Linked DNA regions of Sus scrofa: regions 1, 2 and 3 are each linked to region 4. The links are chromatin contacts, called in public Hi-C and promoter capture Hi-C maps. All regions are on one chromosome and are shown on one strand. The core of a region is the stretch at or near the end of the contact, and the rest is flanking DNA. Distances in the headings are between cores, read along the strand shown. Region 1 has its middle 96 kb from the start of PARP11. Region 2 has its middle 130 kb from the start of PARP11. Region 3 has its middle 140 kb from the start of CCND2. Region 4 holds the start of CCND2 (cyclin D2).

The links. Promoter capture Hi-C pulls out the DNA fragments that hold promoters and counts their contacts. Hi-C and Micro-C count contacts between places; a contact is called where the count stands out from the background.
Region 1: a contact with region 4 is called in a promoter capture Hi-C map of fetal skeletal muscle, with 9 times the contacts expected there. A contact is called at or near these places in 4 of 5 promoter capture datasets (fetal liver, fetal skeletal muscle, liver and 1 more), 18 of 47 Hi-C or Micro-C datasets (alveolar macrophages, brain, embryonic fibroblasts and 12 more) and 1 of 2 datasets of targeted methods (skeletal muscle).
Region 2: a promoter capture Hi-C map of fetal skeletal muscle shows a contact between it and region 4, with 8 times the contacts expected there. A contact is called at or near these places in 4 of 5 promoter capture datasets (fetal skeletal muscle, liver and skeletal muscle), 10 of 47 Hi-C or Micro-C datasets (embryonic fibroblasts, epiblast stem cells, fetal heart ventricle and 6 more) and 1 of 2 datasets of targeted methods (skeletal muscle).
Region 3: a Hi-C map of retroperitoneal adipose tissue shows a contact between it and region 4, with 2.7 times the contacts expected there. A contact is called at or near these places in 5 of 5 promoter capture datasets (fetal liver, fetal skeletal muscle, liver and 1 more), 31 of 47 Hi-C or Micro-C datasets (adipose tissue, alveolar macrophages, blood and 16 more) and 2 of 2 datasets of targeted methods (alveolar macrophages and skeletal muscle).

The regions. Positions count from the first base shown.
Region 1 is chr5:66,344,259-66,351,369 of Sscrofa11.1, reverse strand. No RefSeq gene overlaps it. Among named protein-coding and RNA genes, the nearest start is that of PARP11, 96 kb to the left of the region's middle.
Region 2 is chr5:66,311,340-66,318,333 of Sscrofa11.1, reverse strand. No RefSeq gene overlaps it. Among named protein-coding and RNA genes, the nearest start is that of PARP11, 130 kb to the left of the region's middle.
Region 3 is chr5:66,246,184-66,253,270 of Sscrofa11.1, reverse strand. No RefSeq gene overlaps it. Among named protein-coding and RNA genes, the nearest start is that of CCND2, 140 kb to the right of the region's middle.
Region 4 is chr5:66,111,808-66,119,390 of Sscrofa11.1, reverse strand. CCND2 (cyclin D2) reads left to right here and starts at 4,816. Exons shown (of 5, transcript NM_214088.1): 1 at 4,816-5,251; 2 at 7,021-7,236. The coding sequence starts at 5,057. It overlaps LOC106507534 (a long non-coding RNA gene), which reads right to left and starts at 7,014. Exons shown (of 3, transcript XR_002344133.1): 1 at 6,262-7,014; 2 at 6,039-6,070.

The sequences.
Region 1 (7,111 bases), core at 1,385-3,884, 230 kb before region 4:
CTCTGAGTGTGCAGCTGGCCCTCAAGAGTGAGGCCCCAGACAGGTAAACCTCTGCAGTTGTCCAGCTGTTCATACCTTATGCAACAGTGAAAAGCCTGGGGAGAAGAAGGGAGCAAAAAAAATAGTGCACTAGTATGAACTCAAAAATACTTATTCTGAAAAAACCTAGTTTCTGGAGTTCCACTGTGGTGCAGCAGGTTAAGGGTCTGGCCTTGTCTCTGCCACACGGTAAGTTCCATCCCTGGCCCAGTGTCGTGGGTTAAGGATCTGGCATTGCCACACCGGTGGCAGAGGTTGCAGCTGTGGCTTGGATCCAGTCCCTGGCCTGGGGAAATTCCATATGCTATGGGTGTGGCCAAAAAAGAAAAGATAAATAAATTATTATTTTTTTTTTAAAAAAAAAGGACTTCTCTTTGTGGTTCAGTGGATTAAGAACCCGACATAGTCTCAGTGAATATTCAGGTTTTATCCCTAGCCTTTCTCAGTGGGTTGGGGATCTGGTGTTGCTGCAAGCTGTGGCGTAAGTCACAGATGTGGCTCAGATCCCCAGTTGTTGTGGCTGTGGTGTAAGCTGGCAGCTGCAGCTCCAGTTCGACCCCTAGCTGGGGAACTTCCATATGCTTCAGGTGCAGTCTTAAAAAATAAATAAAAATTAAAAACCTAGTTTCCATCGATAAGAGACTGGTTATATAAACCACAGTATTATCACACAATGGAATATTAACACCTGTAAAAAAATTGAGGAAGTTTTAAAAACATATTTCTATGGAAAGTTAGCCAATGTATGCTGTTCTGTGAAAAAAAGACATTTCAAAACATGTACAAACAGTGCTTCCTTTTTGTCGAATGGTGAGAGACAACAAGAACGTATATTTACATGTGTTTGCATTTGCATAAAGAAACATGGAGAGCGTACACATGAAATTAATAACAATGGTTTCTCCTGGCAGAGGAGAGAGGAAAGGGTGGATTGGTGACACGGTGAATTGAAATTTACTATAAGCTTCTTCACTGTTTTGATTTTGGACCATGTGAATTGCATTACCTAATCCAAAGAAATGCGGGGGAGAAAAGGATACGTACTTTGCCTAATTTGATTAAGAAAAGCACAAAAAGAAAAACCAGGATCAGAAGCTTTGGATGGAACCATGCCTATTTAAGTTGCCAGGAATAACCCCAGGATTTACAAAGGGCTTGAAAATCTTAGGCAGGAGGTGAGGCGAAGGCAATGCTTTATCGTAGTTCCCAACGATCTGAAGCCACATTGCTGCCTCTGGGGCAAGTTGGGAGAAACCGGCTCCCACACCTGAAGGATGTGTTAGACTGAGAATTGCTAGGATGAGTTTCCATCTAGACTCAGGAAATCTCACAGTCTAAATCTGTGTGAGTCTCGACTTACCTTCCAGACCCATGATTCCATGATAGTTATTCCAGTCCAGATGTGCCTTGACAGCGAGAAAGAGGTCCTTTCTCCGACTGTATCCTAACTGAAGGTGAAACCAGGTCTGAAGCTGAGCTCCGTGGGCCAGGGGGCTTGCGCCTTGGGTGTGAAACCGGGACAAGGTGAGGCGTTCCCGTCGTGGCACATCGGAAACAATCTGACTAGGAACCATGAGGTTGAGGGTTCCATCCCTGGCCTTGTTCAGTGGGTTAATATTCTGGCATTGCCGTGAGCTGAGGTGTAGGTTGCAGATGCGGCTCAGATCCTGTGTTGCTGTGGCGGTGGTGTAGGCTGACAGCTGTAGCTCAGATTGGACCCCTAGCCTGGGAACCTCCATATACCTCGGATGTGGCCCCCCCAAAAAAAACAACCCACAAAAACCTGGTCAAGGTGAAATAAAGTGTTCTCATTACGTTAGCATTCCTCTCCTTCTTTTAGAACTAGATGAGAGAAAGGACATACACACCCTACCCATGGCTGGTCCTACCTGTGGAATGAGTGAAGGAATGAATGAATGCCTTGTCGAAGATCAGTGGAATACACTTTCTTTGCAATTTGCGTGGAAAATCATTTGCAATAAGCCTTCACATTATTTTCTGAAGCAACGGAGGTTCCCGGCGGTTTCTAATTATGGGAGAAGGTGATATCCTGGCCAGTAGAGGGCAGTGGTGCCTTTATCATTTAATACGTGTGTGTGTGTGTGTGTGTGTGTGTGTGTGTGTGTGTGTGTGTGCGCGCGCGCGCGCGTGCATGTGTGTGCGCGCGCTACTCCAGCCCACATAGTTTTCTATCCCTTCTCTCCAAAGTTAGCTTTTTCCTGCTGCTTCTATCAAGACAGAATGACCCGCCTTTGGTCAGTACATCTACTTCAGTGATGGACAGTTGAGGTCATAGTCCTTGACCCACAAAACCCCCTTGGCTGGACTTGGCAAGCCCACTCTGTGCTGGAATGAACTTGAATTCTACATTAATACCTTCTTAATAACATTCAGAAACTGTGGGGATTGTCTTCTGGGAAAAGAAGATGCTGCCTCCTTCCCTCTCCCCCTGGGGCCCTGACCCCTCTTTATCTCCTGACAGGCACCATATCTAATCACCGGAATGAGGGGCAGCCCAGCAAGACCTGGGCGCTTTCCGGGTGGAGGGAGCAGGCAGTGACAAGCGCTGGGCCAGGACTGCAGGCTGCTCAAATATTTAAGGGTACAAAGAAGCAGCTGTCAAGCACTTGTGCATTCGGGAGGGGGAGGGAGAGGGAGTCGGGCATAATTAGCCTGCGCTGTTTCCCCCAGAGGACTTCTCCCCTGGGGCCCCTTGTGCCGACTTACTGCATGTAAATCAGCACCAGAGGAGGTGGCTTCCCCGCATTCCTTTCCTCCAAAACGCTGGGAACGAAGACTTTCTACTCCAGAGTAATAAACCAGTGCTCCACGTACTTGGGGGACAGCCTTCACCCTGACTTTTTCTGAGCCTCAGTTCTTTCATCTGATAAATGGGAGAGCTGACTTCACCAACTGGTCACTTTCAAACCCGAGAGTCTGGGTGCCAGGCCCTTGGGTCACATCCGTGCCTGTTTTGAGCGCCTCCCTGCAAACCGATGAGCCACGTGGTACCCAGAAGCGTGCAAATGGTGAATCACTGGACAAACTTAACTCCGGAACGTCAGGTGTGTGTAAAGTCAGGTCAGACATCATGGGGCCGCGTGTGGTGTTGTGAACTAAAATACTGCCATCGAGCCATCGCTACTGCAGCCACCTCCTCTGTAGTATACCCTGGTGACTCAGGATGGGAAAACGGAGGATACTGGCCCTAGAGAGTAAGATGCATATGAAAGGAAAGATTTCAGTGAGTCCAGACTCTTGCATCTTCCATATATAGAAAAGCGCTAAATTCCTTAACTTGAGATGCCTGGTTTTCTTTAATTAACAGTAATCTTTTTCCTTTTTTTTTTTTTTTGGCTTTTTAGGGCTGCACCCACGGCATGTGAAAGTTCCCAGTCTAGGAGTCGAATTGGAGCTGCAGCTGCTGGCCCACGCCACAGCCACAGCAATGCCGAATCTGAGCCACATCTGCAAACTACACTGCAGCTTGCAGCAACTCTGGATCCGTAACCCACTGGGTAAGGCCAGGAATCGAACCACGTCCTTACAGACACTGTGTAGCGTTCTTAACCCACTGAGCCACAGTGGAAACTCCAGCAGTCATCTTTTGATGTTCCAACAACCTGGTCTTTGTTGCAAAACCTCCTAGATATATATCCTGGCTCTCTCCTTGCCTCTTCAAAGCAGTCTTTCCAGAGCTTTCTGAGATGCTTTGTCCCGGGCTTAAAGTCCTTAGAATGTCTGCTGAATAAGACATAACCCTCAACCTCTAGGGTGCGCTTTTTTTTTTTTTTTTTTTTTTTTTTTTTTTTTAGTCTAGGTAACTGAGATGGAAGTGTCAGGCAGGAAAAGGGAGACAACTGTCTTATCCAGATACTAGTCCTCCTTCACGTCTGTGTGACAGCTTTCAAAGCGCTTCCCTGCCCTGCGGCTCCTGGAAACCCCAGAATGGCCTGTGATGTTGACTAGCGCAGGGACTGCCCATCTTAAAGATGAAGCTGGAGCAGACACAGGGCGAGCCACCTCCCTCTGGTTCTGCTGTTTGCTCATTTCAGAACCAGTTCCGCTGTAAAGAATGGATAGAAGGAACTTATGGAAACCAACAAGGTTCCCAGGTTCCGTAGAGAGAGCAGAGAGCTCAGGGTGGGCGTCTCATTGGCCCAAAGCTTGTGATGCTGCAGAACCAAAAGGAAGAGCAGACAAGGAAGCCCCCATCCATCCTGGTTTTCAGAGGCACAGACTAAAGGTCATGTGGCGCTTAGGGTTCATTTGGCTAAAACATCACCCCAAACCAAAACTCTTTGTGTGCTGAACCTGAAAGGAGCTGTGTCAGGGGATGGAGGGCGCGATGAGTACGGTTCAGGGCCCTCCTCGTCCCCACAATGAGGCACCACCCCACCCCACCCCGGTGTTAGAGCATCTTCATCGGCAGTAATTTTGCAGGAACCCATAGGATCATTAAGCACTGGTTTGTCTGTGATCCGGGAGAGCTGGGGCTGTATGGCTGGGGAGGGGAGCCCTCATAAATGTAGGTGGAGCCCATACCCAAAGTTGTGGTTGCCTGGTGCCAGTCTCTGTCCGAAACACAGCAGGACACAGTGAACAGGGTAGATCACAACTCAGAGGTAAGACATCCCTGAAAAAGATCCTAGCAATTATCACCATAGCATCAGGGCTTGGTAGAGGTATCGTGTTCCCTAGCTAAGAGTCTTCATACACAGTGTCTCGCTTGTTCCCCCAGACCTGGGACACATACAAGGCAGGAATGATTCTTGTTCTTTTACAGATGAGGCCACTGAAGCCCAAAGAATCAAAATGATTTGATTAAGGTTATATAGCTGGTACATCCCTGAGGTGAAGCTCAAACACAAAACCTCTGAGTTCCCATTGCAGTTCAGTGGAAACGAACCCAACTAGTATCCATGGGGATGTGGGTTCAATCCCTGGCTTTGTTCAGTGGGTTCAGGATCTGGTGTTGCCCTGAGCTGTAGTGTAGGTCTCAGACACACCTTGGATCTGGCTATGGCTGTGGTGTAGGCTAGCAGCTGCAGCTACAATTCAGCCCCTAGCTGGGGAAGTTCCATATGCCGTGGGTGCAGCCCTAAAAAACAAAATGCAAAAACCAAAACCAAAAGAAACCCACAAAACCTCTGAATCCATCTAGACCCAGTTTTCTTTCCAAGTGAGTAAAGTTGAGAAGAGGAAGAGCCAGCCTGGCCTTTTCTGAGTCCCTTGCTAGGTGCAGCTCCAGGTAAAGGCAGTACAGAGCCACCTATGCACAGGTGGGCAGGGGACAGAGACTCCCCATGACTTCAGGAGGCTTGGATGGCCTCTTCCCAGCAGAGTAGGTGGAAGAGGGAAGGAAGAGTGGGGTGGAGGTGCAGCAGGGGAGTGCAGGGGAAATGAGAGCAAAAGCAATGGGCTTGGAAACCATAGCCTTTTTTTTTTTTTAATTGAAATAGAATTGACTTAGAGTATTATGTTAGTTTCAGGTGTACAACATAATAACTCAATGTTTTCATACGTTACAAAATGATCACCGTGATAAGTCTAGTTACCATCTGTCCCCATACAATGTTATTACAATATTATTGGCTATATTCCCTCTGCTGCATGTTATATCCCTGTGGCTTATTTAAATTTTATAACTGGGACTTTGGCCCTCGTAATCTCTTTCATTTATTTCACCCATTCCTCTGTCCCTGCCCTCTGGCAACTGCCCATTTGTTCTTTCTACCTTTGAGTCTGTTTCTGTTTTGTTGTAAATGTTTTGTTTTTTAGAATCTACATATAAGGGAAATCATATGATATCTTTCTTTCTCTGACTTATTTTACTTAACATAATACCCTCTAGGTTCTTCCATGTTGTCACAAATGGCAAGACTTCATTCTTTTTTACGGTTGAGTAATATTCCACTGCACAAACATATACCACATCTTCTTTACTCATTTGCCTATGGATGGACACACTTTGGTACTTCCATGCCTTGGCTATTAAAAATAATGCTGAAGTGAACATCGGGGTGCACCTACCTTTTTGCATTAGGGTTTTCATTTTCTTTTGATAAATACTCAGAAATGGAATTGCTGGATCATGCGATAGTTCCGTTTTGAATTTTTGAGGAACTTCCATTCTGTTTTCCCTTGTGGCTGCACCAATTTACATCCCCACCAACAATACCCAAGGCTTCTCTTTCCTCCACATCCTCACCAACAGTTGTTATTTCTTGTCTTTTTGATGATAGCCATTCTGAAAGGTGTGGGTTGATATCTCATTGCAGTCTTGATTGGCCTTTCCCTGATAATTAGCAAGGTTGAGCATCTTTTCATGGGCCTGTTGGCCACTAGTAAGTCTTCTTTGGAAAAATGTCTATTCAGATCCTTGGGCTGCTTAGTAATCAGATTGTTTGTTTATTTGGGATTGAGTTGATTGTGTTCCTATATAAAATTTTGGATATTACCCCCTTAATAGCTATACAGTTTGCAAATACGTCTCCCATTCAGTAGGTTGACTTTCTGTTTGCTGCTGGTTGCTTTCCTTGTACAGAAGATCTTTGCTTTTGCTTTTGTTGCCCTTGCCTGAAGAGGCAAATTGAAAAAAAAAAAAAAATTGCTAACATTGATGTCAATGAGCCTGCTGCCTATTTGCATACTGCCTATTTTTCTTCTAGGAGTTTCATGGTTTCAGATCTAGGAATCCATAGTCCTGGAGTTGAGTCCCAACCATGCTTTCAGCTGCAGCATGGGAAAGTCACCTCATCTCTCTCTGAGTCTCAGGCCCACCCTGTGTAAAATAAGCTGTTGGAACAAATGATTCTAAAGTCCCTTCTGGCTCTAAAACGTTAGAATTAAATATTCATCTGTGTTCACGTGTATACACACACAGACCATGGCACCCAAATTATGAATGTTAACACTAATTAATTCATCAATTCATTAAGTAGTTGCCGTTTATATGCAAAGAATATCAGTGCTCAGTAGTGATTTAAAGGTGAGCCTAAGCTAGAGGCATGTTTGAATTTCAAAGCAAACCAAACTATTGATGTTGGTATATCAGTCTGTGTGTACCAAG
Region 2 (6,994 bases), core at 2,089-4,588, 200 kb before region 4:
TGCAATTGCTTCACTTTTGAAGAGTTAGCTGATCTCTTCCAAGGCCTCCTCCGCAGAGGAAAGGTGGTTACATGTGCCCTGCAGTGTAACGGAGAGCCCTGTTTAGGTATTTGGTGGCCTGCCCCATTGGGAGGGCACTTGCGTAACCGAACACGTACCAGAGCCAGGGGCTGCACTTCGGTTCCTTCCAATCTCTACCCCAGAGCCTGATACAAATCAGGATGCTGTGCCATAAAATCCGTGGTACTTTCCCTTCTCCCGGGGAAGCGGAATGCCCTGGCTGGAGCCAGCATTTGGAGCCAGCCGATGTGTGCAGTCCCCTGATACCATGTGATTGGTATCTGGGTACCAGTTCAGTGAAGATGGGAGGCGTCATCCCGCACACATGAGTAATGGCCTTATATTTCAAGTGTGGAAAAAGACAATTTCATAATACTTGTGGTCCGTAATACCGCTGCCTTAATAGACCTGAGTAGGGGAGCCCTTAGGAGAACATGCCGCTCCTCATCAGCGCCGTCCTAGCACATGTCCCCTCTGCTGGCCTCAGAGCCACTGCCACCAAGTGCCCCTGCTTTAAGCCTGGTTCCGAGCATCCACGTTTGCCCTTCCTCAGGCAGCCCTGCTGCACACAGTGCAACAGGGCTCATTTACTTCCCAGAGTCCAGCCGCGTGGAGGCTATTGCATGGTTTTCCGTGTGCTCCTCTTTTTTAAAGTATGTTTCTCCTTAAGGTCACCAATGCTGGCTGTGATTACATCTTGTGTCGTCCATGCCCTCCTCTCCTTGCCCCTGGTGCAGATAACATTGCATTTATGTAACTCCAGATTCACAGCCTTTTGGTTACCCCTTCAGAGCAAACATAGCCACACCTCTTTCAGACTCTGTAAATCTTCATATCCTTCCCACCCCAGCTGGTGTTTCTCTAGTCCCTTTGTCCTTTGTTCCTGATGGCCATCAAATCTGTAGCAGCAGGAGGACCTATCATGGTCTCAACACCACTATGTGCCAAGTTCTGTAGTGGACACTTGAGGACAGCAAAATTCCAAAAGATATAATTATCTCCCTTTTATAGATAAAGTCGCCAAGACTTGGATATTGCTAAAAATGTCACATCTGGTGAGTGAGCGAGTTGAGTCTCCAAACCAAGTTTCTTGAGACTATAATCCATGCTTGACCCCCCCCTTTTTTTTTTTTACTTTTTAGGGATGTACCAGCAGCATATGGAAGTTCCTAGGCTAGGAGTCGAATCAGAGCTACAGCTCCCAGCCTACACCACAGCCACAGCCATGCCAGATCTGAGCCGTGTCTGTGACCACAGCTCTGGGCAACACTGGATCCTTAACCCACTCAGCGGGGCTGGGGATGGAACCTGTGTCCTCATGGATGTTAATTGGGTTCGTTATTACTGAGCCACGATGGAATCTCTGTGCCCATTCTTCCACCAGAGCTGGAAACCTCTCTCAGCCCATTTTATCCTGGAAAAAAAAAATAGGAAAAGAAAAAAGGTCTCCATGGGATTTTGTTTTGCTCTGGGGCTCCCACATAGGAACAGTTTCCAAGAGTTGTAGGTCCAGAGAGTTCCCATCATGGTGCAGCAGAAATGAATCAGACTAGTATCCATGAGGACACAGGTTCTATCCCTGGCCTCGCTCAGTGGGTTAAGGATCCAGTACTGCTGTGGCTGTGGTGTAGGTCGGCAGTTCCCTAGCCTGGGAACTTCCATATGCCGAGGGTGCAGCCCTAAAAAAAAAAGCCAAAAAAAAAGTGTGTCCAGACTCCTGCCTCTTAGTGGCATTCCCTGGCTATGAGTAAAAGGATTGTTCTCAGTGTCAGATAGAAGAAGAGAGGAAAGTGCCCCCAGTTGCACAGTTCCTGATCGAAATAAGTTTGCGCTCTGAGCCAACCACATGCTCCTCTGTCCCTACCCAGTCCCTCTTTCCTCATACTCCTTAGTCACAGCTTTCCATCCTTCCTGCCTTCCTTCCAACATCACCCTTGTGTCAGAAAACCCATCAGTTATTCCAAAAATATTGGAGTGGATCTATACCCACCGTCTTTAATGTGAATAACCGTGCCCTTGGCACAGAAGCCATCACCCCAGGCTTAAGCACCAGCCACTCAGTGCCCAGGGATAAGATCCGAGTTGGCCAGCTGCAGAGGGAGCATATGGTGTGGGAAGAGTGTGCAGGTCACAACCACCATGTTGGAAAGAGGCCTTCCTTCAGACCAGTCTGACACAGCAATGCTTTCCCTTTTCCCTCTTTGCTTGGAGCAAAGAATCCAAGAATTTCCTGAGCTGAAAAGGCTCTTTTGGGTCACAGAACCCAGCCCTTCCCACCTGACACAGGAATCTGTCACTTCCCTTACATTGCTCATCCATCTTCTCTTGGAGCCGCCCCCCTCGGGATGAGCTAACTTGCTGTTTTACCTGGATCATTCATTCCATGCAAAGCTTGGGGGAAGCTTTGAAGGTGGATGATGGAGGTAATTCTCCAGCAAGCTCGACCCAATTCCCCAATCCTTCCACTCGAGGGTCCCCTCTCTCCTCCTTGGAGTGATAGAAGGTCGCATCCCTCTTCCACGTGGTAATCCTTCAAAGACTTGAAGGTCAGCGTGATGCCATCCTCAGTTCTCTCTTCCTCATGCCCAGTTTTGCCATTGTGTTGACACTCTTGGTAACGTCCATCTCATGTGTGAGGCAGACTCAGTCAATGAGGGAATCCTGAGCTTTTTCCATGTGCCAACTCCCTTGAAAAACACCATCTCCTTCCATTCTTCATCCAGACTCTGAAATAAGAACACCTGACCTTTTGTAGAGTTTTATAGAGGAGACATTTGTAGATCATGAAATGAAGGGTTTAGGCCAAGGTCATATAGTTAGAAATGGACAGAACTGGCCCATGAACTTGAGCCTTTTTACCAAATACGTGTGCATTATTTTTTCCCCCTTGATACATGAGTTTCCCCGGGGCAAGGGTGATGCAAGACACCCAGGACACAGGCCTTCTCATCCTTAGCCTGAGTAGACACCCTGAGAAGAGGCGGTGTCTTTCTGAAATGTCACGTCTCACTTGCTGGGGCCCTTCTCTTCCCTCTACTTCTCCCCAGCCTGATTCTGGCTGTGGATTGTAACAAGGTACAGATAGACGAACAGAGCAGAGAGGTGGGTGGATTCTGTCCAGATTGACTCATGGAGCCTGAGATCAGAACTGACTCTCCACCTCTCAAAGACAGATTTCTGTACGCATAAGCAGAGATCGCTAACTACCCACGTGGCTGCTGAGAGTGGAAAGCATCGAGGATAGTGGTCCTTTTTCCCTAATATTTTTGGAATACAGGAGCCCTCTGGTGGCCAAAATAGCAGGACGCTGTCCTTGGGAAAGGCAGCCTGATCCCCTTAGTGATCCTCTGGCTTCGTTTTGAGGTCACTCTTTTTGCCTTTCAGCCTTTTTCTTCCCATTGTCATGGAGGGTCATTTGCTTTTCTTCACATTCTGCCTTCTTCTTTCCCCCTCAAGCTCCTCTCTGCACCTTCCCCTCCAACCCCAGCTGTCGCCCCCAAAACCCCTGGAATCTCCCTCTCCTGCGGTCTTTGGCCTCAGAGGACCCTTTCTGAAATCTGGCCAGTTCCCCGTGGCAGGTGCTATCCGACAGCTGCCGCTTCAGTTGTGTGGAATTCAAATCCTTGGTGGGTGTTTAGAGCCTGCAGATGGATTAACTAATGATGCCTGTTCATCAACGAGCATTTGTAGCGTCCTGGTAAGCATGTGGATGATGCTGATCAGCTCCCAGAACCGAGGTTTCTTAGAAGAGTAGATGACCTCCCTCTCCCTTAGGCCCAGAGAGCTGACGGCACATCGCCCAGTCCCTGGGGTTGGCCACCTGTCCAACGCATGGCCATTCCAAGTGTCCGTGTGCAGCGCTAGACTGCGCAGAAGTCAGCTTTCCCCATTATAGTTTGCATGGAATGGCCTGGCTTCTCTAAGTCCAGGTCACACAAGAGCCAACAGCAAATGAAAAGACCCACCGAATAGCCCTTCCACACGTGGATCGTTGAGAATTGACCATGGATCCAGAGGCAGAAGTGGAGTTTGATGGACCACGTAAGGGAAAGGAAGCGGAGATAGGACGAGGCAGAGATTTTGGCTAAGATTTCAGACACACTCATTCTGGCTTTTCATGTAGTAAGATGATGGGTCAGGGAAAAAGGAAGCACTTTGGACTCTGGGGAGAAAGAGCTCCTATAAAATGAGTTGGTGATGGAGTTCCCATCGTGGCTCAGTGGTTAACGAATCCGACTGGGAACCGTGAGGTTGCGGGTTCGATCCCTGGCCTTGCTCAGTGGGTTAAGGATCTGGCGTTGCCATAAGCTGTGGTGTAGGTCGCAGACGCGGCTCGGATCCTGTGTTGCTGTGGCTGTGGTGTAGGCAGGCGGCTACAGCTCCGATTCAACCCCTAACCTGGGAACCTCCATGTGCCACGGGAGTGGCCCAAGAAAATGGCAAAAAGACCAAAAAAAAAAAAAAAAAGAGTTGGTGACTTCATTACATTACAACCCTTAAGAATCGGTGGCTTAATCGTAGGGCAATTAGACCGGCCAGTTCACGACCCTCACTTCAGAGACAGTCAGAGAAGCCCTCTGGAGCATCTAGAATATGCTGCAGGAGGGTGGCTGGGATCAAATGTGGAAGCAATCTTCTGGGCTTGTAAGATGGTGAAGCAAGAGGATCATGAAGTTTGGAAAGCTGCAGCTTTCTATAATCTGCAGGAGAGGTGGCTGGAGAGAGAGGGGCGGGTGACCCAGGGCATAGTGAGGGTCAGTGCGGTAGCAACCAAATGCAGCCAGCTTCCTACTTGCATTACCTCCATGGCAAAGGGGAGCAGGCAGGGCGGATGAAGCACGATGAATGTGGGTGCCCAGCCATGAGGATCAGCGCAGCACTGGAGAGGGTCCCCTGGGAGGCTTTGGAACTCTCTTCTCTCTAGAGTGTAAGAAAGTGCAGATAAGCCTTTTTAAAAGCCTGCAGGTGCATTGGAGGAGCCCTGGCTTCTGGAGGAGGAGAGGCATACTACCCAGACCTGTCATTCTAGAACCTCTTTGGGGGTCTTGTTTACTGGCATTTTATGGATTTTTAAAGTACACGATGTTGGAATACGCGCTGTGGTTTAGCGGGTTAAGAATCTGACTGCAGGGGCTCTGGTCACCTTGGAGGTGCGGGTTCAATCCCCAGCCCAGTACAGTGGGTTAAGGATCTGGCATTGCTGCAGCTGCACATTCAGTCCCTGGCCTGGGAACTTCTGTATGCCAAGGGTGGGTCCATAAAAGAAAAAAAAATTAAATTTTTTTTTAAAAGCACATGATGTCTAAGGGTTTGGGGTGAAAGGCAGATGCTGGAGCGTGTGCAAAATCTGTCATCTGGAGCCAGCTTCTCTCCATTGGCTGCCTCCTGGCTCTCTACCACCTCCTGTCAAACAGCTACTCTCCCACCTCTCCGTTCTGACATGACTTACAGGATTCACCAGAATGTTATCCGCATTCCACCAGGAACTCTTGCAGCGGAGCCAGCACATGGTAGACCACATTCCCCTTGGTCCAGTGTATGCGCTCTGACCCCCGCGTCTTTTCTGACAGGGTTGCGGGCAGTGATGTGCTCAGGAGCCTGGCCTCACGCTGGGCTTCGGGCAAAGGGTCTATCAACTCTGCTTTGCTTCGCAGCTCATTCCAAAGACAGGTGCCGAATCAATGGTTTTCATCCTGATCCTGATGACGCATGGACACACACACACTAGATGGGGAGTTAGACACCCTGGTGGAGCCCCTGCTGCCGGCAGAGAGCCATGTAACCTCCAGTGAGATCTCACATAGCGTCTCCAGGCCTCAGTCTCCGCATGTGTCAAGGGCGAGATTTGGACAGAGAATCTTTTTTTTTTAATTTTTAAATTAAAACAACTTTTTTGAAGTATAGTTAATTTACAGTGGTGTTAGTTTCGGGTATACAGCACAGTCATTCAGTTTTATATATATATATATATATATAAATATATAAATATACATACACATATTTACACACATATCTGTATACTTTTTCAGATTCTTCTTTTTTTTTAGGGACCCACCTGTGGCATATGGAAGTTCCCAGGCTAGGGGTCAAATCGGAGCTGCAGCTACTGGCCTACACCACAGCCACAGCAACTCGGGAACAGAGCTGCGTCTGCAGCCTACACCACAGCTTACAGCAATGCTGGAACCTTGACCCACAACAGCTCACAGCAATACCAGAGCGAGGCCAGGGATAGAACCCGCATCCTCACAGACCCTATGTCAGGTTCTTAACTGCTGAGCCACAACAGGAACTCCTACTTTTCTTTTCTTTTCTTTTTTTTTTTTTTGACCACACCCATGGCATGCAGAAGTTCCCAGGCCAAGGACTGAACTTGTGCCAACACAGCAGTGACCTGAGCCACAGCAGGAAAACTGTTGGATCCTTTAACTTCCAGGCCACGAGGGAACTCCTAGATTCTTTTCTCCTATAGGTTATTATAAGATATTGGTTATAATTCCCTGTGATATACAATAGGTCCTTGTCGGTTATCTATTTTACAGATAGTAGTGTGTATCGCTGCAGCTGCCAGCCTACACCACAGCCACAGCAACACAGGATCTGAGGCTTGTCTGCAACCTACACCATAGTTCACAGCAATGCCAGATGCTTTACCCACTGAGTGAGGCTGGGGATTGAACCTGCATCCTCATGGATCCTAGTCGGGTTCATTAACTGCTGAGCCATGAAGGGAACTCCCTCATATGTATCATGGTTTTTTGTGTTTTTTTGTCTTTTGTCTTTTTAGGGCCGCACCCACGGCATATGGAGGTTCCCAGGCTAGGGGTCTAGTTAGAGCTGTAGCCACTGGCCTATGTCAGAGCCACAGCAATGCCAGATCCAAGCAGCATCTGGGACCTACACCACAGCTCATGGCAACACCTGGTCCTTAACC
Region 3 (7,087 bases), core at 1,566-4,065, 140 kb before region 4:
ACTGAATCCATATGCTTTGGACTACATTACCCTGCCACCCTGGCCACAACAGCTTGTGTGGGAGATGAGCCCCCTGCGGTCCCCTGTAGAAGGCCAACTGCCTGAAAGTCAAGTCAGTGACACTGGCCAGAGGGACACTCTAGGTTGGACAGTTGCTAACCCATCAGAGCCTCTGGCAGGACCTTTGAATCTGAGATACTGACACAGAGAGTGAGGTGGTCCAGGAGCTTGGGGGCGGGGGGCACAGAAGTCATGAGTAAACAGATCATCATGGCCCATGAAAGGAGAATGGAGAGAAAAATAGTCACCCGCAGCCAGCTGGCTCCAGAGAGACGGTTAGGAGGTGAGTAGGAATTCCCAGAGAGAAGGCGGGAATGGACCCGCAGGCAGGAAGAGGCCGAGCAGGAGACCTGGCAGAAGATGGCAAAGGGGTGAGAAGAAGCTGTGAATAGGAGTTCCCGTCGTGGCGCAGTGGTTAACGAATCCGACTAGGAACCATGAGGTTGTGGGTTCGGTCCCTGCGCTTGCTCAGTGGGTTAATGATCCGGCGTTGCCGTGAGCTGTGGTGTAGGTTGCAGACGCGGCTCGGATCCCGCGTTGCTGTGGCTCTGGCGTAGGCTGGTGGCTACAGCTCCGTTTCGACCCCCTAGCCTGGGAACCTCCATATGCCCGCGGGAGCGGCCGGCCCAAGAAATAGCAAAAAAAAAAAAAAAAAAAAAAAAGAAGAAGAAGCTGTGAACAGCAGGAGGAGGAGAGGGTTAGTGGATGTGAAATGGGTGCCTCTGTGGGACGGGGAGGGGGGCAGACGTGCTTTAGGGCTCCTTGGCCCGCTTCCAGACTCCCTCCCCGGACTCCCCCACCCTCACCCCATAGACACTAGTATATTCTGCACCTCCTTCAGTATCTCAGCAAATTCTGGCCCCTGCTTTTGCAAACAAGTTCCGGATATCTTGTAGAGATAAATGGAGAAAAAGTACAGCATAGCCTTCGCCTCCAGAAAGGTGTCATCTCTCCTCCTAAAAGTGGAGCTAATAAGGAGCACACAAGGGAGAGTAGCTAAAGCCACAGGCTTCGTCCCTGAGCAGAGAAGGGCTTCATTCCTAGCTCTGCCATTTGCTGACTGTGTAATCACGGAAGAATTTCTTGATCTCGCGAAGGATCCTTGTCCACCTCTGGAAAGAGGGTGGGGTGGTAGAGCTGCGCGTGGGCGGGCTGCGAGGATTACCAGAGAGAGCGAGCGGCTTTCGCGATCCGAGCCCCTGCGATCAGTCGGCATTTCCTCACATCATTGCCATCCCAGTGCACATTCCTCCAATTTTGCTGTCCCTCTGGGGTCCAGCTCTTCTTAGCTCTGCCAGGGGTGAGGAGGAGCAGAGGAAGGAGAGAGGGCGTCAAGAAAGATGCCTCCAGCTATGACACGGGAGACAGCCCAACTGATCGAGGGAGAATCACACCCAAGGTCCGCTTTCGCCCGGAGCGCCCTTTCCCTCACTAGCACCGGCCTCTGCCAGCATCTTCTCTGTGCTCCAGGGGGGACCTAGGGACAGGGACGCTCCAGCTGCAGGCAAGTTCCTAGAAAGTCCAGTGGAATGGATGTCATGCCTTTGCTGTGAGTCATCAGCCCCAACAAAGCCCACTGGTATTTCCGAGTCCATTCCCAGTGCCCAGAGCTGGGCCCAGCAGCGCAGCAGCTGCGGGCGTGGAATGCTGCTCGCCCGCACTTTGTCTTGGATTTAGTTTTCCCAAAAGGCTTGTGGCCCCGGAAGTGGGGAGGCATTCTGAAGGTCATGTCATCCAAGGTCCTGCTTCTAGGCCCAAATATCTTAAGACATGGGTTTTTGGAGACTTCATCTAACCCATCCCAGGAACCAGGGGAGCCAGGGTGGGGACAGAACAATGACGTCCCTTTCTCCGTTGTCACCCTGATCTAGTGGGAACTAAGGGCTGCAGGAGAACAAGAAGGTGAGAAAGAACAGCCTGGCCTTGGCGTGTCTCTGCCCCCCACTTTTCTCCTTCCTCTTCTTTTTTGGTGTCCAGGCCAAGCCACTTCTGCTTCCCTCTCCTTCCAGACCATGAATCCAAAGCCCTTCGCAGCGCCCGTTCCTGGAAGCTCAGGGCTGCAGGGCTGTCCTTACCCTGGAAACAGTGCCTTTAGGTTTTGGTGACTGAGCACCTGTGGCCCAGGTAGTGCTGGGGAGCCAGCCTTCTGCGTCAGCTCACTGGGTTGTCACAGCAACCCTGCAGGAGGTGTTGCCATCCCATCCTTCCCAACCACAGCAAAATTCAGTGACTTGATCACGATCCTGGAGCCAGACTTCCCACGGCTAGGACAAACCCTCTGGAACCTCCGGACTGATTTTCAAGGGGCAGCAGCTTCAGTGGCGCTCTGCTCCTCAACCATCTCCCAACCATAAGGAAAGAAGGTCACCCTCTCAGGCCACAAGCCATGGCCACCTGCCCTGCACCTCCCGGAAGGGAGAACTCTTCTCCAAATGGTGAGGCTTGGTTCCTAGCATCATCAAGGTGGGTGAACCCCTCCCACAGTGCAGCCCTGGGCTGGGAACATGTCCTTTGCAGGCACTGCCTGCTGTCCCTTCTGAGCTTCCCAAAGTGGATGCAACAGGCCTGGGGGAGAGCCCTTGTTGTGGGGGATCTAGGAGGTCCGTGCCCCCCTAAAACTGGTGACCCATAGACACCCTGATCATTTGAATTTAGCAGCTCGGAAAAGAAGATTCTTGCGAGCCCAGAGTTGCCTGTGGTCAGGGGAATGATCTCAAACTGCTCCTCGTTCCTGGGCCAGCTGCCAGCTGCCTTGGATGGTCAGAGGTGAAATCTGAATGCTGGTGAATGGGAGAGCGGAAGTTGGGCCAGGCTGAGCTAAGCCCATTCATGAAAAAGATCTAGTCTCACTTCCTTATTGCCAGGAGTTGTGTGCGTGCGCGTGTGTGCACGCGCTCCGTTGCTTTCTGCCTCACTTCTTCCCACCCCCTGCTCTTGTCTTTCTTTTTGTTCCTCTCTCCACAAAATCTCAAGTTCATCTTCAGGAAACGGCCAAAGAATGTGTAGCTGGTCTGTGGTTTGCTCAAAAAAAAAAAAAAGAAAGAAAGAGAGGCAGATTCATAAAAAGGCAATACGTTCCCTCTCCCTGTAAACCTCCCCCCTTTCTGTCTCTCCCTCCCTCTCCCTCTCTCCCTCCCTCCCTCCCTCTCTCTCTCTCTCTCTCTCTCACACACACACACACACACACACACACACACACACACACACAGAGGACACATACCATTCAGTATCAGGTTCTGCAAGGATAAAGGCATGGTTTCCTGTGGTCCCTCTGACTTGGGGCAGAGGAGGGTCAGCCTGGTGGAAGGTCTGCCCAGTCGTTGGTGGATGGGGAGGCTGGTTAGGGTGACCCCCGGGGGAGCTTTTCTGAGGTTTAACGCAATGCCTTCCCTTTGGGGGGGCATTCACTGCTGCCCAGTTAGGCCCCACTCGGTGGACCATGTGGTCCCCTGGCAGGCCATGCCTACAACTAGTGGCATGACTTCCAAGCTTTCAGAAGCCTGCTGTGTAGCTGTGGGGCCAGGAACCCTCCCGGAGCCTCAGTCTCTTTATCTGTAAGAGGGGGTTGAGAATAATTGTTCCTTCTTCATAGGACCGTGGTGATGATTAAGATAACACCCAAGAAGAGCCTTCTCCGGCCAGTGTCAGCGATGGAAAATATATATACCCCGTGGCTGTTGACCGCCTCCAGGTGGGGGGCGCAGGGCACCTGGACATAGCCTGCTCCATTTCCAGCAGCACCTTGAAGCCCATCAAGCCTGGCTGAGCTTTGTCGGTCACTGGGAGGGATGAAGGCACTTCCTTTGCCTCTAGAGATAGAAACTGGGATGACCCCCATCCCCTACAGGAAAAAAAACCCGTGCTCAGCTCAGCTTGACCCACTCTCAGATTCCCAGGGCAGGGATGACAACCGTACATCCTCACAGATGTATGTCAGGGAAGGGGATTAAACCAAAGGCCCCAAGACGATTAATCAGGATTGGAGGTTTTAGTCCAGAAGCGCTTTTCAGTTGTTTCTCTCAGATTCTAGCCCAGAAGTGCTTAGCGGGCACCCACACCAATCTCCGAGCAGTCTGGGAGGAGCTGCACCTGCCGAAAAGCCGGGCCTCCCAGTGCAGCAGGTGGAGGGCCTGTGGGACTTTCCCCGCCCACAAAGACGCCCCCTGCGCCCCTGCTGCCACCCTGTGAAATCTCCCTCCTGCTGATCCTGCACGTTTGTAAAGCACCCGTCCTGACAGTGCTTGCTGGCCAGATCCTCCGAGGGAGGGGCCGAAGGCATCTGAGCAGGGATGAGTAGTCTCCCCATCTTAGATGGAAAAACTGATGCCCGGGAGGCCCTGGGGGTGGAGTTTGAAGGTGCTGCATTCTCCACGCGTCCATCCCTGCCTCTCAGATTTTCTCCCAGTGGCACAGATGACACAAACAGCTATTCTTTTTTTTTTTAACCTTTTTTTTTCTTTCCTTTTTAGGGCCGCACCTGTGGCATATGGAAGTTCCCGGTCAAAGGGGAGCTGCAGCTGCCGGCCTACGCCACAGCCACAGCAACACTAGATCCGAGCAGCCTCTGTGCCCTAAGTCGCCCTTTGCGGCAACGCCGGATCCTTAACCCACTGAACAAACTGCATCCTCATGGAGACAGAGTCCCATCCTTAATCTCCTGAGCCGCAATGGGAACTCCTTTTTAACCATTTTTACAATTGAAGTATGGTTCATTTACAGTGTCGTGTCAGTTTCAGATGTACAGCAAAGCGATTCAGTGATATATACGTATGACTGAACATATGTGTATTCTTTTTCAGATTCCTTTCCATCCAAGATATTGAATATAGTTCCCATGCTATACAGCAGGTTCTTGTCATTTGTCTATTTTCTCTACAGTACTGTGTATACGTTAATCCCAAACTCCTAATTTACCTCTGCCCTACTGCCCGCTCTGCTCTTTGGTAACCAGAAGTTTGTTTCCTATGCCTCGGAGTCTATTTCTGACAAGGAGCTATTCTTAGCCTCTCCTGTCCTAAGTTTTCCATCACTGAGTTGGGCAGAAGCTTCTGACCATCCTCTGAGTCCCCTCCCAAAGGGCTCCTCCAGGAAACCGGCCGTTCCATCCTCTGACCTCGGTTTGATTCCACCCTCGGTTTGGCCACGCAGCGAGCATTCACCGGAGGTTCCTAGAACTTCAGGGCGCAGACGCTCCAAGCTGCAGATCCAGGTGGAGGGGGATGGGTTCCCAGCGAAGGAATCTCTCTCGCTGCCTTCGTTTCCTTCCCTCTCCCTCCCCGCCCCTTGTCGTCCATCAATGGTGAGAGACAGGAAACATCTGGTCTGAGCTCAGCTCCTTTGCCCTCGTGTCAAGGGCTTTATAGGAAGAGATGGTTAGAGGTCTTGCAACCTTGAAATAAACCAACGGTTCGGTTGCAGCGCTCCCCCACCTGAATGCTGTCCATCCTCCCAGCAACAACCCTCACCACCCCTGCCCCTGCCACCAGCCAGCGGGCAGCTATTGCTGCCACTTCCAGAAACCAGAGAGACCCGTGACCAAAGTGAGGGCTCCAGGACCTCTCTGTCAAGACGACAAAGACACTGATGCTCAGAGGGCCGGGGTGGGATGGCTCTGGACACACTGCCAGACTCCCTGAATGTGGGCTTCCTCCAGGCCACCTCTTCTATCCCCTTGCCCTCTCTGACCATAATGAACTCTCTTCTGAAATGTTCCCTCTGCACCAGGCACTGACATTAATTATCTTATGATGACATCATATATTGATGTCATCATCATACATTGACATTGTCATATTCTGACATCATCATATCTTGACATCATCATATCGACCCTGCAAGGCAGGTATTCATCCCCTTCATATGGGTGGCAGAGAGAAAGCACAGAGAGGTTAAGTAACTTGGCCAAGGTCACACAGCCGTGAAGTGGCAGAGCTCAGATTTCAAACCCTATCAGATGCCCAAGCTTATGTTTTCACATCTACACTAAGCTGTCACTGGGAATATTCCAGAATAGTCCTTCTTTTTCTCCCACTAAAGCTTCCTGTATTCAGGCATCACCCACTGTCCTGTGACAATGAGTGTAATTTGAGCCTCCTCTTCCTATCAGGGACTCTTCCTTTGTTCCTTTCAATCATTCATTCGTACTCTTCATATCTACATGGAGTCAGCTCATGCTCTGTACCCAGGGAAAGCATCATTCCTAAATTCTTCTGGATATGCAGTCATGAGGAAGCATGGCCAATCAGGCAGCACAGAGAATGAAGATTCTGGACCCTAGAGGAGGAGAGAGCCACTGGTTCACTCGGGCCTGTTCTCACCTTCATGCCTCTGGTTCTTTTGGTGGCTTTGAAAAATAAACACATGGTGCCAAAACATGGAGTCTAATAGGGTTTGAAATCTGAGCTCTGCCACATCACGGCTGTGTGACCTTGGCCAAGTTACTTAACCTCTCTGTTCTTTCCCTCTGCCATCCATAAGAAGGGGATGAATACCTGCCTTGCAGGGTCAATATGATGATGACATAAGATGGTTAATGTCAGTGCCAAGGCAGGGTGATATGATGTGGATGGTTGTTCAGTGAAAGACCAAGTCCCAGGGGCTGTTTGGGGACATGTGGCCTTGTTGCAGTGCAGGGTCTGCGGGCCCTTGCATGATGGCTGGTGACCGTCCTGAGCGGAGAGAGAAAAGGAGCGAACGTTGGGTGCCGGTGCGGGGGCAGTAAACCCAAGAGACAGCGAGGAAGGCGGAGCGTAGGCAGCAGAAGCTGTGGTTATAGGTCTAGATCTGTGGTGAGAGATTCCAAGGGGATGTTGGGACCTTGTTGTGGGAGGAGGTCCTGAGTGGCTGACAAGGGACCAGTCTTTATCTCACAGGTCACAGAGAGGTCGAGATTAGCACAATGTGTCATGAGGCCTTATTTGGAGAAGAAGAGGAAGGAGGGGGGCTTAGTAGCTATTGTGCGGCTGCAGCAGGCAGAAGGCTGCTGTTTCTGGGCAGCATAATTGTCCCTGCGTGACACTGGACACAC
Region 4 (7,583 bases), core at 3,567-6,066:
GGAATAAGTCGCGCGTGAAAAAACTCCTTGTGTGGAAGGAAGTGCAGAACTCATTACCAAGGAACAGAAAGCGCACCCACGTTTCCCCCACTGGAGAGCTAGGTGGCGGCGCGTCGCGACCAGCAATCGCGATATTCAATCTGCCATCGCCATCGAGTGCAACGGGACTGCAACCCAAAGAAATCAGCTTTTTTCCGGAGCCAAGAGCTGCTCGCGATTTCAAAGGGAGAAAATAAGCTTCTCCGGGTGAAAGATGCAGGGGCGGGCCGCGAAGGGTCCGGAAGGGTCGCCGCGGGGATACAAGCGGGCCTGAACAGCGGGTCCCAGCCGGCCAGCGGCCGGGGGCGCGCGGCTGGAGCGCCCCCCGCGAGGTGCCGGACAAGCCGCCGCTGCCGCCCGCCCCCTCCCCCGCCGCTTCCTCTTGCTCTCCCAGCCCCTTCCCCCACGTGTGGGTGACGTCAAAATTCCGCGAAAAAGCCGCGTGGTGGCTCCCCCAGCGGAGGCGCGATTCCGCCGCCCAGCGGGCCCCTCCCGGGCGCCGGGGGGAGGGCAAAGGAGTGCGGCGGCCGGTTCCCTTTCCTCCCCGAGGCGGGGCCCAGCCGACGCCGAGGGCCAGACGCCCCCCGCCCCAAATCGTACTGGAAAATTGACTTTTATAAAGCGAATGCATTTCCAAGGCTATTTTCGGCTGTGAGGCGTGTCCTGCAGCTGAATCAGACAGGAAGAGGGGGAAAGTTCGGGTCTTTTTATTCTTTATTTTTTTTCCATGAGAGGGGGGTAAGGTGCGAGGTGGGCGAACGGACGCCAGGCGTCCCGGACCCACGCCTGCCTCATCTGCTGCCTCAGGCACTCAGCCCAGGTCCAAGCTCCGACAGGTCCAAGCTCGGACGTCGAGAGGGCGGCTTGAGTGCTCTGGCCCGCCGGTCTCTGCCCCCGCTGGGTCTGGGCGCCCCAGGGCCGCCACGGGCGGGGGGCAGCAGTGCGGCGTCCCGGAAGCGCCCTCATACCCGCAGTCGCAGTGCCGGGCCTGGGGAGCCTCCCGGCGGCTCGCGCCCACCCGCCCTCCGCCCTATGGGCTCCACTTCCCGACCTGTCCCTTTTCCCTTCGCACATTTTTCGAGTTTCTACTCCCTTCCCGTTCCCTCCCAGGTCCTCCTTCTGCACTTCCTCCGGTTCCTTCTTGGTCCTCCCGGCGCCCAGAGCCGAGACTCGGACCCTCGGCCATCTGTTTTCAAGTACCGTCGGGTTTTCGGTTTTGATTGCCCATCCATCCCTAAGTGGAGAAACACACACACATAGCTCTGCTTTTTTTTTTGGTGGTGGGGGGGTGCTGAGTCTGAACTCAAATCTCTCCCCCCCCCCACCCGGCCAGAGCGCCCCTAGGAGCTCCAAGCTTCGCTGACGGCGGAATCACCTCGCTGGGCGGCATCCGCCAGGTGAGCTGGGGCGTATGTGTGTTTAGCCTTACAGGTTCCTGCAGAAATGTGCCTATAAACACCCTACACCTACAGGGTTTTGTACACTTTCCAACCGAAACTCCACAACGCGAGGGGTGGCTAGCCGACCGGGGAGGGAATAAAAGTCCAATAAAACTGACGTTTGCTAAAGGTTATCACTGATCCTATAAAGAATAGGAATTTTTTTCCCCCTTGAGGGGCGAAAAGGAATAGGGATCAGCCAACATCCCCCCCCGCCCCCACCCCACCCGCTACAGTGGCCAGTTTCGAGTTAAATGCCAGAGCACTGGAGCTTGGTTTCTTCCCTCTAAACCTAAATCTACACTCAAAGAAAATGCGCAGGTTTGCCCAGAAGGCAACGTGCTTTTCCCCGCGTGCGAGGTGGAGCGCTTTTTAACAAGCAAAATTAAAGTTTTAACACATGGTCGGAGTGGCGACCAAAAGGGAAAACTCAGTTTCCAGTCCAAGCCTCCCGGAGACATTCCTGCCAACCTCCGCACCCTCGCACGCCCCACCCCAGCGTTGGAGCCTAAACCACTGGGGGACGGATTCGCTGCGAGGTTGCTGTTTGGGAACAGTCGGTAATCGGAAGGGGAAGTGAATGGGGAACTTGAAGGGGCAGTCTGCCACGCGGGGAGCGCCCGAACTTGCGGGTCTGGGTGGTCAGAGAGGGCGGCGGGGAGAGGGGCGTCCCCCCGCGCGCCCCTCCCCTTCGCAGCCGCCTCTCCCCCACCCCTCCCCGCTGGAATTTCTTGGTAAAGCCAGACGGGGTTGGGGTTGGTGGGAGGGAAGGGGCGAGGGGGCCCCCGGCTCGCTCCGGAGACTTGAGGCCTCGCCACCCAGGCTTTTTCCCCAGGGTGGGCCGAGGCCCTGAGGACGACCACCCGCCTCTTCCCCGCCCCCGCTGCCCCTCTTTTGGGGACTTAGGGCTGGGGATGCTTTCCCCGCTGGGAGGTGGAGAAAAGACCCTGCTGGGTTAGTTATCAAGTGATGTCAAGAGGCTGGGAGCCCTCCCAGCTTCGGTCCTTGCCTGTTGGGGTAGGTTTATACTTTAAAAATACCTCTTTTGCACCTACTGCCGCCCTACCCCAGCAGCTTTCTTTGATCGCTCAAAGGTGACTGAGCTGAAGTTTAAGTAATTCCCTTAGGGGGTCTTAAAATATAAGTTAATGTATTTATCCGGAGGAACTCAAGGCCTGAGTCTGGAAGCCCACGTTGACTGAAATCAATAGGTGATTGTTAGGGACCCGCTCTGTTCGGAGGCACACCGTACTCAGCCCAAGTGTCATCCGCCGCACAGGGCTGTTTCATTTTGAGTTTGCAACTTGGGTTTTTCAGCGAGCTTTTTTTCTTCCCGAAAGCTAATGGCTTCCACAGCAATTAGACATTCTCCTCGCCCGCCCCTTCCCTCCCCTTTCTTTACATACAGTAGATTGGATACTAATTCCCGCGGCTATTGATAAGGTCGCAGGCACCCGGGCCTCTCCCCAGCCCTCGTCTGCCCCAGTCCCCGCTCTCCCTCCGCCCTCCCTTCCTTGGCTTCCTTTTGATGTAGCGGGGAACGCGTCCTACTAAAAAAAAAAAAAAAAAAAAAAAAAAAAAAAAAGTAATCTGCCCGGTAACAATCAGCGCGCAGTAGCAGGAGACCCAGAGCTATTGGCTATGCAAATAGAGGGAGGGGAGACGGCGCCCCAAACTCTTCCTCACCCTTTTAAAGCGATATCCCCCTTCCAGCCACCCACCCACCCCTTCCGCCCCACCCTCGTGGAAAGGGGCTGGCCCCCGGGCCGGAGTTAATCGCTCGCACCTCTGGTTTATGCACTCCCCGCCCTCTTTATTCCACCTCCCCCTCCTTTCAGGGAACCGAGTTCTCTGCTCACCCTGCCCGCCCCTTCCCCCCTCCCCCTCTGCGCCCCGGCTCGGGCCCCCTTTCCGAGCGAAGGAGGTACCGAGTTGACCTCGGTGTGTCCCCAAAGCACCAACCCACGCCGCGCTGGCCGCACTTGCCAGCTACGCCAGCACGCCGGGGGCGCCGGACTCCCCCTACCTCCCCTTCCTCCGAGTGAAATAGCACAGGCGGGCAGGGTAGGGGGTGGCGGGAGGAAGGAGGTGAAGAAACGCCACCCTGTCCCCCCTAAAAGTGGCTTTGACCCAAGGATGCATTGGAGCACGTGTCATAGCCGACCGCGCTGGCCGCGTCTCCACCGTAGTCCCGCTCCCAGGGAGAAAGCCCTGGCTGCGAGTGAGGCGTGAACCCAGAGGGTCGGTGAGGATGCAGGCGAAGGACCCAGGGTGGAACTCTTGGGCCTTGGAGGAAAGGAAGGGGTGGTGTCGCTTGCGCTCGGGGAGAGAGGGGGAGCCAAAATTACCCCTCTCTCGCCCCCTCCCCTCCCCCTCCCCCTCCCTGGCTAGTTCCTAGAAAGCTGTATCAGTGTGGCCACGCTCGGCGCAGACACCTCGGGCGGCTTGTCAGCAAATACAGGGCGAGGAAGCGGGTTTTTCCTGCGTGGCCTCTGGCTGCGGCAGAACCGCTGGTAGCCCTGCCCTCGGCCTGCGGCGGTTCGGGGCGCCTCCTCGCGTCTCCCAATGGCCCCTGCGGCGCCCCAAGAATGGAATGGTTTCTGCTCCAGGGTCGCAGAAGCGCCCCCTCCCTCCAGACACGCACCCCTCCCTCCTCTTCCTCTTCCTACACAGCTGCGGGCCGTGGGGTGGGGGAAGTAGTTCTGGTCCCTTTAATCAGGTTTTGGAAACAGCCTCAAAATGATCATGAACATGAATTTCAGGGACATAACCTTTTTCTCTGGGTATGCCAAGTAGCTCTTTTCTAAAATCGCCCTCCTTCTTTCTTACATCAGAGATCTATTTCTCAGTTGCCTGAGCCCACCTCATCTTCAAGTAATCCACCCGTCATTCTTGGATCTTAAATACATGGGCAAGAGTGTTAGGATCAGTTTTGAGGAAGCCAGAGTCAGAGGGTCGTATTTTGGCATGATGCACCTACAGAATGCTCGCAATTAGAAGGAATAAGAAGGAATTGGTGGGGGGGGGGTTCCCCTCTCTGGGGCCCCTGGCTTGTGAGGCTGGATAGAGAGAGAGGGCCTTGGAGAGCTAAGGGGAGGGTGGTGGGGGGAGGCGGGGGACCGCGTTTGAAGTTTGGTCGGGCCAGCTGCTGTTCTCCTTAATAACAAGAGGGAAAAGGAGGGAGGGAGAGACTGAAAGGAGGAGGGGAGAGCCGGGAGGGGAGGGAAGGGGAGGAGGAACCGGAGAGGGGGGTGAGGCGAGAGGGAGGAAAAGTAACTGCCCAGCCAGTTTGCGTCACTGCCCCGGAGAGCAGAGAGCGGAGCGAGCTGGGGAGAGCAGACAAGTTTGAAGGGGAGGGCAGGCAGAGTCAGCAGCCCTCGAGGCGCTCCTCTCCCACCGCCCATCCCTTTCCTCTCTTCTTCCCCAGCTTCTCTCTCAGCCTTTCACTCTTCCCCGAAAAACCCTTATTTAGCCAAAGGAAGGAGGTAAGGGGGAACCCTCTCCCCTACCCCCTTCAAAAACTCCCCAACTTTTCCAGTCCGGAGATCGCAGGGGAGCGAGTGGGCACCCAGCTGGCCATGGAGCTGCTGTGCTGCGAGGTGGACCCGGTCCGCAGGGCCGTGCCGGACGCCAACCTGCTCCACGACGACCGCGTGTTGCAGAACTTGCTGACCATCGAGGAGCGCTACCTTCCCCAGTGCTCCTACTTCAAGTGCGTGCAGAAGGATATCCAGCCCTACATGCGCAGGATGGTGGCCACCTGGATGCTGGAGGTAGGTCTGCAGCCAGGCGCTATGTCTGTCCCCACCTGGACTCCCACCCCCACGCAGGGACCCTGAACCTGGCAGAGGGCAGCCTCTGCGTCCGCCTCCCCGCTCCTGGGGGAGAGGTTACCCGGTGCCCTCTGAGAGACGCGTGGCTTCCTTTCAGTTCCTTGCGGGGTGCAGGATTCACGGGGGGAGGGGGAGAGAAGGGAGGAGGAAAATCTGGGAGAAGCGAGGCTGTCCCGGGGCGGGGGTGGGGGAGCATCCCGCGCGCGTGTGCCTGCATGTGGCTGCCTCCTCTTCCCCCCCCCCCACCCCGACCTGTCTTTGGCGAAGCCGAGACTGCTTTCGGTGCTTTGACGAAGGGAGTAGGAGCGGCACCCCAAAGTTAAAAAGCCTCCCCAAAGGCCAGGGCAAATTCATCCCAGCCTTAGGTCCCCGCATGTGGTCGCGACTCCGCGTTGGCACTTAAGGGGGGAGGGGGAGGGCGGAGAGAGGAGAAGAGAAACGGGGAATTCAGGAGCCCCGGAAGTCACATTGAAGCAACGTGTGTTTTCGGGGAACCCAAAAGAACCACTTCTTTCCCCTTGCCCCAAACCCTTGCCCAGCGAACTGTGTGCCCACGTCTGCACGGCTCCGGACCTGCCATGGTTTCGCCATGTTGCTTTGTAAACTCGGGGTGGAGAGGCTGGAATGCGCCGCCCGCTCCCCCTAGCCCCCCACTATCCCGACCCCCCACTTCTGATAGCGCCCTCGCCACCGACCCCCCACCCCCACCCCCGCCAAGGTTACTTACGGTTTGGCCTTCAGTTTCCTGGGTGCGGAGATCTGGGTGGGGTAGGAGGGGGGAGGAGGTGTGTTCAGGGGGGGGAATAGCGGGGGCCCCCCCCAAGGAGAGGCCGGAGCCCCCAACGCCTCTCCGGCGTCTCCTCGTCCTCATCTGTCCCCCAGCTGGTCCCCACCGTCCCCGGCCTCTGCCCTTGTGGGCCGCAGCCGGACACTCCCGCCGCCGCGCTCACCCCTGCAAGTTTCCCCTCGGGATCCAAAGCCCCAGGGGTCGCAGTCCAGACCTTCCCGGCACCCGAAATCTCCGCTGCGGGAAGCCTGGGTCCTCTCTGGGGTTTTCACGCCGAAAGGGCTTGTCTGGGATATTTTCTCGATTTTTAATTATTTTTTGAACCCGGCTCCCCTGCTCCGACTCCCGGCCGCCCAGGCTGCGCGGCGCTCGCTCCCTCCGCCCTCCCCCTCGCTTCCCCACCTCTCCCCACCCACCCCCCAAATGCGGCGCCTGGGCCGCGCGGACCCTCCCCGACAATTTTTTCAATTGTCGGGAATGATAGAGCAGGGTCTGGGGGTCCGGATGGGGCCAAGAACGAGACCCCTGGAGCCTCCAGAATATTTTTATTGATTTTTTGAAAAGATGACGAAATCCAAAAAAGAGAGCGAGTGGAGTGAGAGCGAGCGGAGTAGTGAGCGGCCCACGGGGGCGGCAGGGCCGGCGCCGCTGCGCTTTCGGCCTTGGCCGGTGGGTCCTTAACCCACCTCTCCTTTGAGTTTTCAGGCTCCCCAGGGAGCACCCCAGCAAGGAGGGCCATTTAGATTTACCCCAATTTACTGTCTTCGTTCTTATCACTTTCTACTCCCCTCCCCCTCCCCACACGCAAATTCAGGATTTTCTGTTGTTTCCAGAGATTGTGCGGCTCCCCTTTTTTACCCTTTGCCTCATACTATGCTTTCGCCCCCCGACCCCGACCCTTGCCCACTCGTCCCTGTCGTAGGTCTGTGAGGAGCAGAAGTGTGAAGAAGAGGTCTTCCCTCTGGCCATCAATTACCTGGACCGCTTCTTGGCCGGAGTCCCAACTCCGAAGACCCATCTGCAGCTTCTGGGGGCCGTGTGCATGTTCCTGGCGTCCAAGCTCAAAGAGACCATTCCGCTGACGGCTGAGAAGTTGTGCATTTACACCGACAACTCCATCAAGCCTCAGGAGCTGCTGGTAATGACTGTCTCCTTCCTCCCTGCCTTTCTGCTCTCCCTTCTCCCCCCACCCCCAGCCTAATGCGCTTCCAGCCACTGTTACCAGGACACATCCTTTGCCCACCGCCCCCAGTTACCCACCCCTGGAATTTTCCCGCTGCTGGGAACCCTCTCCTTTAGTATGGGACTTCTTGTGTCCCTACTGTGTGCTGGGCTCTATGCTAAGTACCAAGGCTACACCCATGAATAAGATCCTCACTTAGGGAGAGTTGTGTTAGTGAAATTCATTTTCTGTGTGTTGTGTTGTGTGTGTGTGTGTGTGTGTGTGTGTGTGTGTGTGTGTGTGAGGAGGCATGGAACAGAGCA